2 separate regions of the Oryctolagus cuniculus genome follow, and region 1 is linked to region 2. Evidence: chromatin contacts called from public Hi-C data. All regions are on one chromosome and are shown on one strand. Each heading gives the region's core, a stretch centred on a gene start, on an enhancer-like site or on the middle of the called end of the contact. The rest is flanking DNA. Distances are from core to core; before and after follow the strand shown. Region 1 holds the start of SYNE2 (spectrin repeat containing nuclear envelope protein 2). Region 2 overlaps SYNE2 (spectrin repeat containing nuclear envelope protein 2).

Region 1 (4,364 bases), core at 466-2,965, 130 kb before region 2:
GTACCTTTCTCTGAAGGGAGGAGAGAACTTCCACTTTGCTTATGGCCTTGTCTAAATAATGTTGGGGTTTGTGGACTCAAAGGCTTCCATAGCCTTGGTAGCTCATGACAAGAGCCTTGGGTGATCACTGACGTCATAAATAAGAGTGTCAATTGTTAAATCAACAACAGGAGTTACTGTGCACTTGCTCCCCATGTAGGACCTCTGTCCTTAATGAGTTGTATTATGAGAATTAACGGCAAAACTAGTTTTCAAACAGTACTTTATACTTTGGGTGCAAACCGTTGAAATCTTTACTTAGAATAGAGTAGATCTTCTGTATATAAAGATAATTTAAAATGAATCTTAATGAAGAATGGGATGGGAGAGGGAGTAGGAGGTAGGATGGGAGTTGGGGTGGGAGGGCGGGTATGGGGGGAAAGAACCACCAATCCAAAAGCTGTACCTATGAAGCTTATATTTATTAAATAAAAGCTTTCTTAAAAAAATAAAAGATGCCCCAGACCCAGAAGGCTCTTGTTGCTTTATGGAGCTTTGTTGTGACTCAAGCCCTTATTCATCAATAATGCGAGCCTTGGCAGTGTGAGAAGGGAAGTGACATTATCAGAACGATGGTCTAGGCGTAGGAGGAATGGCATGCAGCTTGCTCCTGCTGCTTTGCGAAGGGCTGGACTACCAGCCGCCACGAACGCATTTCACACGACTCCCTGGAATCAGCCTGGCAGCCGCGGAAGCACACGTTTTTGAAATAACCGTCCCACAGTGTGGGTTCAAATCACAACTCAAATTTTCCACTAACAGATGCTGATGGAGGATGCGCTATCCAGCCTCTCATCTCGCTGCTCACCGTTTAGTTTGGGTCACTTTCAGCCAAGGCAAGAGCCTGAAGCTACACGAAATACACGGATTCGGACTCACAGGAAGTTAAATTTGATTGCGTAGGGCAACACTTGACAAGTCCCCGCTTCTTTGTGTAGTAGCAGTGAGGTATGCACCTTCGCTTCAGGAATCCCGAGCGCTTTAGGAACCGGCAGCAGCGGCGCCAGGGCTGAGGGGCAGTCAGTGACCTCAGCCCGAGTCCAGAGGGGCCGAGTAACTTGCTGGAAATCTAACTGCACCTGCCGGCGGATCCCCCGGGATCCAGGATCCGGCTCGTTCGCAGCCCTGGGAGATCGGCGTCCCGGGATCCAGGCCGGTTCCGCCCCTCGCCCCGGGGAGGGAGGGACCCGCAACCCTCATTGTTAGCCCGCGTCTCCGCCCCCCCCCCCCCGCCCCGGCAGGTGGCCGCGGGTCGGCACCGCGCGCGGAGAAACTCGGCCTCGGATTCTGAATCCACGCACCTCCCCGCAGAAGGGGCTCCCGGGGCTGCCGCGGCCCGGGGAGGGGGGTGGAGACCTGGCGGCAAATTCGCAGGTCCGCTCCAGACCCCGGAGTCCACGCACGGCCAAGTTCCTCGCCGCTACCGGCCGGAAAGGCCTTGGAGGGGAGAGGGTGTGGGCCCTTCGCCCCCAGCCCCGGGGAGACCGCTAGGCCGCCTCTCCCTGCCGCCACCTGCGATGTTCCCAAACCCGGAAAGAAAGTTGCCCGCCCCGGGCGGCGGGGCCTGCCGCGGGGGGCGGGCCGCTCCGCCCCGGCGCTGGCGGGCGCGCTCCACACTGGCCGCCGAGCGGCGAGCGCGGGACTGGGCGGCGGGCGGCGGGCGGGGCAGGCGCGGGGCGTGGTCAGCAGCTCTGAGCGCCGAGGAGCGGAGCGCGCCCGGAGCCCGCGGCCGGACTGCGAGAGCGAGCCGGGGCACGGGCGCCGAGGCGCGATCGAGCGAGCGGGGCGAGCGGGGGTGCCCACCGTGGACAGCTCGGGCCCGCGCCCTCGCCCTTCGGCCGAGCGGACGGCGGGTGAGCGCGGCCGCGGGGCCCCAGCACCCCCAGTGCGCCCCGGAGGGAGCGAGAGGGAGAGAGGAGGTCCCCGAGCCTGGGGGCGGGGGCGGCGGGTGCCCGGGACCGACCTGCCGCCCGGGTCCGAGCCAGGCCACCCGGGAAACTTTGCGCGGGTGGGGAGAGCCGGGTGCGTGGAAGGCGCCGCAAACTTGTCAGCGGGCGGGGCGCTTCGGGGATTGCAGCGAGCGCCAGCGGGTGGCGTTTGTCTCTCCGGCTTCTTTGTGTCACCTCCGGGTCCCTGCGCGCCGGTCCCCCAGGCTCGGGAAGGTGGCTGCACCCCGTCGCTCGGCCCCCGGGTGCCCCGGCCGCCCCCACCCCGGCGCCGGCCCAGGCCCGGGCGCTCGGGGCGCGGGGTGGGGTGGGGGAAGCGGTTGATTGTTTGCATCCTTCGGGTCACGCCTGGGCGGGAAAGATTTTGAACGCTCCCCGCGTGAGAAGGGACGCGGGGAGCCGCGGCGCACGGATTGCAGAATCGTGGGCGGCGCGCACGGGGGCTGCAGAGGGCGCGGGGCCCCCAGGGGCCCGGGCCCCGGAGGGGCAGCGCCGGGACGGCCGGGATTCTAATGCCATCTTGATTGTTTGGGGTCTTTGTTGTGTGCGGTTGCCGTGAGGGTCTGACGTTGGCCCCTTCTCCTCCCTGGGGGTGTTTTCCTGGCTGTTTTGTTTGCAGCCAGTGCGGCTGGAAGCCACGGTTGGGGAGGTTTGAGAGGTGCTGGGGGCGCCTCCTGTTTCCCAAAGTTGTGATTTCCCTGTTGGAAGAGGCGTCCGAGGCGGATGCCAGCGGGCACGGCTGCGTGCGAGCGCTGGCAAGTCGGGGCTAGGCCGGGACGCCCCAGCCGCGCCGCTGCACTGAGCTCTTTCTTTTATAAGTTTGATCGGATGCAACTTCTGTCTCTGTTCTCCAAGTTCCCCCAGCCCCGAAGGCCTCGCTCGCAGCTGTGCTGGCTGTGGCTATGCTGGGGCGGTTCCATCGTGGTTACTGGGGGCAGGAGGAAGGACTTGACCGTGCACCCCAGGCACCTGCCGTGGGAACAGCACGGTCTTCCGGGAGAGCGCGGGTTCGGCTCTCACGGGAATGCCGTACCTGCTGTGTCTATGTGTTTTAATGCATCATGTCTCTCGTTTTCTTTTTTGGAAAATTGTTGGGATTCCCAGAGGCTATTTCTGGAATAATGACGGACTAGCCTCAACCCAACCGGGCCACCCCCTCCCCTCCCACTTGGGGGGACCGTGGGAACAGGTGTAATCCTCATTGAGGTTTTTTGTGGTTCACCCTCTAGATTCAACCATGAGTGACAAGTGGAGATGTGTAAGTCTTGGTCCGCATGTTGGGGTTAAGGAGACTTTTATTCGAGTTGGAAATTCAAGCTCAAACCTGTTTGTAGCCTTGTGCATGCACGGTGTTTAAAAGGTGGTGTGGGTGTTTGTTTACCCATCAGACGTGTTGCTGACATTTCAGCCATCTGGGCTGGCTTGTGGGCTACTGCAGTGTGTTCTAAGAACCCAGCCACAAGGGGATTATTCTACTGTCCTCAGTAACCTAGGCTGAGAGTTTGATGTAAAATCCAAAAACCGAATCAGACCCATTTTCCTAAGTGAAGGCAAAGGGTGAAAGGCGATTTGTTCATTTGCCATTACTCTGCATATGTTGTCAATTCAGGTTTTCCATAATTTCACAAAAATTATTCCTTCGTTTCCTCCAGCAAGCTCCTACCATAGGCCAGCCACTCTGTTTGACTCTGGGTGTCTGGGTCGTAGTGGGTGCCGTTTATAGAACAGTAAACACCTTACATAGATTGTTTAGTTTATTTGTCGTTGTTTATTGAATACCTAACCGTGTACTGTGCTGGGTGCTGGGTTATAGGGTGCCCGAGGCAGCTGCCCTTATCTAAGGGGAAGAGAGGGAGAAAGTAGAGTTTCCTTTTAAAACCATCACAGTTTTTTCTTTTTCAATTTGAGAGGCAGAGAGCGAGTGAGCTCCCAGATACCAGTTCACACTCCCCAAATGCCCGCAGTGACCGTGGCTGGGTCCAGGCCTCCCATGTGGGTGACAGGGACCCAAGGACTTGAGCCATCACTGCTGCCTCCCAGGGCCTGCATTAGCAGGAGCCAGGACTTGAACCAGCCACTCTCGAATGTGGGATGCGGGTGTGTTAACTGTTCAGGCCCAACACGCACTTCGTGATTGCACCTTTGAAGACCACATCACATGAGTTTTCTGTGTGGCCTCTCCGGCTCCCTGTGAATGAAAGGCAGAGACCCAGTAAAGCCTCCTGTCTCAGCCGCTGCTGCACTCCCGACTCGCGCATCCACAGCCGGACTGGCTGCCTGTCTTGCTGCCCCAGGGCCCCTGGACTTCCTGTGCTGGGCCGCCCCGCCCGCCATCTCTGCTCCCTTCTCATCCTCTCCACCTCTTTACACCGTGCAGGG
Region 2 (4,898 bases), core at 1,147-3,646:
CTAATCCTCCGCCTGCGGCACCGGCACCCCAGGTTCTAGTCCCGGTTGGGGCGCCGGATTCTGTCCTGGTTGCTCCTCTTCCAGTCCAGCTCTCTGCTCTGGCCCTGGAGGGCAGTGGAGGATGGCCCAGGTGCTTGGGCCCTGCACCCCATGGGAGACCAGGAGGAAGCACCTGGCTCCTGGCTTCGGATCAGCGCAGTGCGCCGGCCACAGCGGCCATTGGAGGGTGAACCAAAGGCAAAGGAAGACCTTTCTCTCTGTCTCTCTCTCTCACTGTCCACTCTGCCTGTCAAAAAAAAAAAAAAAAAAAATAGAGGAGTAGGTAGATCTCTATTGGATCAAGATACAAGCTCAAGATATGTTTAAAGTGAGAAATGCAGACTGTGGAGCAGTTAGGGCCATGTGGTCCTGTTTGTGTTTTTAAAAAGTTATGTTTTTATGATTTGTGTTTTTATATCTGTAAAATTATTTACAGATATGTAACTGAGTCTGTCTCTTGATTTGTGTTATACCCAGCTCAAAGAGCAGTTCATGGCGCATGGTAGACATACAATAAACCTTTTTATCTTTTATTTATTTATTTTTAAAGATTTAGTTACTTATTTGAAAAGCTGAGTTCTAGACAGAGAGAGGGAGAGGAGTCTTCCATCTGCTTGTTCATTCCCAGGTGGTCGCAACAGCCAGAGGTGGGCTGACCCGAAGCCAGGAGCCAGGAGCTTCTTCCGGGTCTCCCTCCTGGGTGCAGGGACCCAAACACCTGGGCCATCTTCTGCTGTTTTCCCAAATGTATTAGCAGGGAGATGGATCAGAAGTGGAGCAGCTGGGGCTCAAACCGGTGCCCATATGGGATGCCGGCACCACTGGTGGAGGCTTAACCCACTATGCCATAGCACTGGTCCCCAAAATAAACCTTTTTAATATCAATCTGTGAATGATTTATTAAATGACAACCAGTGGGGCTGTAGGGAAAAGGAGGGACTTTTTCTTTACAAGCTGCACTATTCTGTTCTTGTTTGAAGTCTTTTAATTGAGCTTTTTGTTCCTTTTGTAACTTCAAAAGAAAAAGCTGAAATTATAAACAGTGTGCTAATGTCAAAGAATGAAAATCACCAGAATTTCACTATTGTATGATTAAAAAGATCTGTAGGGGTACTTTCAAAAAGTTCATGGAAAATAGATATTATGAATTATGCATGATTTTTTAAAATTTTTGCACCAAAATAAGCTTATATTTAATTCTACTACCCATGAACTGTTGAGGTACCTGGACACACTTACACAGGTTTTATTGCACAGTATAATTTCTGTTTTATCATACTCATGCTACCCTTGAGTTTCAATTTTTCTTTTTACTAATTTGACAACTCATTTAGTTTTTAATCAACATTACATATAAGCTCTTATGTGATTCTTTGATTACATATGAAATTGAATTATCTTTTCTGTATTTATTAGACATGTATTTCTGTGAGTTAGCCATTATTGTATTTTCAGACTTTTCTTTGGACTCTTTTTTCTTTTTGATCTAAGCAAACTCTTTTTCAACTTTTAATTTTGACATACTTATCGACTTCTAGGACATTTGTAAAACTTCTGAAAGAACTCCCATACATTCTTGGCCCAGTTTCCTAAGTCTTCCCCTGTTCTGTGTGAGTGTGCATACACACGTGAGCCTACACATAGGCAAACTTTTTTCTAAATTGTTGCAGTCAGTTGCAGATATGATGCCCTTTACCCCAAAAATATTTCACCATGCCTTTCCTAAAAGTAGACATTCTGTTACTATCTAATTACCAAAATCAGAAGAGCAACAATGTTAAAATCATCTAATCTGAGACTTACTCAGAATTCGCTACTTGTCCCAGTAATGTCACTTTATAGCAAAAGAAAATCCAAATCATGCACTGTGCTCATTTGTTATACCTGGCTGGTCTGCTTCAGTCTGGACAACTCCTCAGTACTTTTATTTTTTTTTTATGTTGACCTTTGGAGAGGTTTGGCCCTGCTGTTGTGTAGCCTCTCCCTCTATCTGCGTCTGTCTGGTGTTTCCTCTTGATTAGATTCAGATTTGCACTTGTGGCGGGAGTGGCCCCACAGTGCCATTTCCTTCTCAACACATCACATCCGTGGACACGTGATGCTCATTTGTCCCTGACTTCAGGGATCTGAGAATCCCACCAGTGAGGGCGTGGTGGTGCCCAGAGGTACTTGGCACTCACAGCGGGGCCTTGGGCACTTTCTGTTGAATGTGAGCTATTTCCCAGAACTTCAGCACCAGGCAAGGCCACGCTGTGGCCTTGGGATGGGCCCATTCTGTTATCGGGTCAGGAACATGTTCCTTATCGCACAAATGGCCAAGCCCGCCTCCCTCCTGGCTGCTGTGACGGCCCCTGCTTCCTCCCCAGCTCTAGCCTCAGCCCAGTCCTTCTGCCTTCTGCCCAAGATGGAGTGAGAGCCTCGAAGGTAGACTTAATCTCACTTCCTGACGGTATACAGCACAGAAGCACGTCCTTGAACCTCTCCCCAGATCACCGAGCTCAGGCCCGCATTCTCCCTCGAGTCCTGCATGGTGCGTGTTCTCTCTCACGTGGCCCTTGATCAACCCAGCTTGTTCAGCCACAGGTGTGACACTTGACGCTGGTGGCAGTATGCTGGTCAGTTGGTTGATTAATGGGTTTGTCTGGCAGGTGTATGCATTATAAAGTTACTGTTTTCCATTTGTAATTAATATGTACCTGTAGGCAATGCTTTGCAGCTGTGTAACTATCCTGTTCCTCCTGTAACTTTCTCTTTTTTAAGAAAGATTTATTTATTTATTTATTTGAAAGGCAAAGTTACAGAGAGGCAGAGGCAGAGAGAGAGAGAGTTCTACCATTGGCTGGTTTACTCCCCTGATGGCTGTAACGGAGCTGAGCTGATCCGAAGCCAGGAGCCAGGAGCTTCTTCTGGGTCTCCCACATGGGTACAGGGACCCAAAAACTTGGGCCATCTTCTACTGCTTTCCCAGGCCATAGCAGAGAGCTGGATTGGAAGTGGAGCAGCCGGGACTCGAACCAGCGTCCATATGGGATGCTGGCATTGCAGGTGGCTGCTTTACCCGCTACGCCACAGCGCCAGCCTTCCTATAACTCTCTACTGCTCACTTTTGCTTATTTATTTTTCTAAGTTTGGTTTGCTAGAACTTCTTAATTATGTTTTTTTATTTCATGGATGGTAATTGCACGCCTAATTTTTCTGGGGTGCTGTGTGACATTTCAGTACATACACAGCTGTAGTAAGATTGGATCAGGCTATTAGGCAAATCTATCACCTCAGACACTCATCATTTCTTTGTATGGGGACCATCCACAATCCTCTCTCCTAGCAGTTTTTGAAATACTGGATTACTTGTTGTTGACCGTGGTTTTCTTTCCATTGGAGGTCGTTCCTCCTATCCTACTGCACTCTTGAATCTGTTAACCATTCCTTCTCCACTCCTTCCTCCCCCACACCCTTCCCAGTCTCTCAGAACACTGTTCTGTTCTCTAATTCTTTGCGATCTACTTTTTAGCTTCCTCCTGCTGTGAGAATTTGTGGTATTTGATTCTGTGCCAGATTTATTTTACTGAACATAATGTTATCTAGTTCTGTATTGCCGTGAGGGACAGAATTCCATTCATTTTATGGCTGAACTGTATCCACACGTGCACACGTGTGTGTGTGTGTGTGACATGTTTTCCCTCCTCTCATCCATCAATGGACACCTCAACTGATTCCTGATCTTGGCTGTTGTGAATAGTGTAGCAATAATATGTGAGTGCTGATGTCCCTCTGGTATTCGGATGTTAATTTCTATGAATATATACTCGGCAGTAGAATTGCTAGATCATGCACTAGTTTCATGCTGGGTTTTGAGGAACCTGACTACTGTTTCCCATAATGTCATTGTGCTCATTCACATTCCCACCAGTGGTGTAGAGAGTTCCCCTTTCTGTGCATGCTTGCCAGCATTTGCTTGTGTGTGTGTGTGTGTGTGTGTGTGTGCGTGTATGTGTGTGTGTGATAATAGCCATTCTGAGATTTCATTGCATTTCCCTCCTCATTAGTGATGTGGAACATTGTTTTCAACAACTTGCTGGCCATTTGTATGTCATTTGTTGGATAAATACCTGTTCAAGCCAATTGTCCTTTTAAAAATTAGTTTGTACGTTTTTTGCTGTTTGGGTTCCACATAATTTCCAGAAAGGAATCTCTTATTGATGAGTAGGCTGCAAATATTTTCTCCTGGTCTGTAGGTGGTCTCTGCAATTGGTTTCCTTTGCTGTGCAGAGAATCTTTAGTTTGATGTGGTCCTATTTTTCCATTTTTATTTTGTGCCTGTGTTTTGGGGGTTATATCTAGAAAAATCTTTGCCCAGATTTATGTCTTGAAGTGGTTTTCCTACATTTTCTTCTACTAGTCTCATAGTTTTGAGTCTTAGATTTGAGTCTGATTCATTTTGAGTTGATTTTTTTTTAATGTGGTGAAATTAAGGGGTCTAGTTTCTTTCTTTTTTTAAGATTTATTTTATTTATTTGGAAGACAAAGTTACCGAGAGGGGTAGAGCCAGAGAGGGAGAGAGGTCTTCCATCTGCTGTCTCACTCCCCAAATGATTGCAATGGCTAGAGCTGAGCTGATCCAAAGCCAGGAGCCAGGAGCTTCTTCCAGGTCTCCCACACGGGTGCAGGGGCCCAAGGACTTGGGCCATCCTCCACTGCTTTCCCAGGCCACAGCAGAGAGCTGGATCGGAAGTGGAGCAGCCAGGACTTAAACCGGCGCCCATATGGGATGCCAGCACTGCAGGCCGGGAATTTAACCCACTGCACCACAGCACCAGCCCCAGGGTCTAGTTTCTTTATTCTGCATATTGATATCTAGT

Evidence for each region. A called contact is a pair of places that touch in the nucleus more often than the background predicts.
Region 1: a Hi-C map of an unstated tissue shows a contact between it and region 2, with 2.0 times the contacts expected there. The contact joins the promoter of SYNE2 here to the enhancer-like site in region 2. A contact is called at or near these places in 2 of 6 Hi-C or Micro-C datasets (embryonic fibroblasts and an unstated tissue).

Annotation. Positions count from the first base shown.
Region 1 is chr20:6,622,058-6,626,421 of mOryCun1.1, reverse strand. SYNE2 (spectrin repeat containing nuclear envelope protein 2) reads left to right here and starts at 1,715. Exons shown (of 114, transcript XM_051826406.2): 1 at 1,715-1,892.
Region 2 is chr20:6,489,894-6,494,791 of mOryCun1.1, reverse strand. All of the region lies in intron 19 of SYNE2 (spectrin repeat containing nuclear envelope protein 2), which reads left to right. Among named protein-coding and RNA genes, the nearest start is that of SYNE2, 130 kb to the left of the region's middle. Within about 2 kb of position 2,396, at least 1 of the 8 cell types and tissues checked has an H3K27ac peak or open chromatin away from gene starts, as enhancers often do.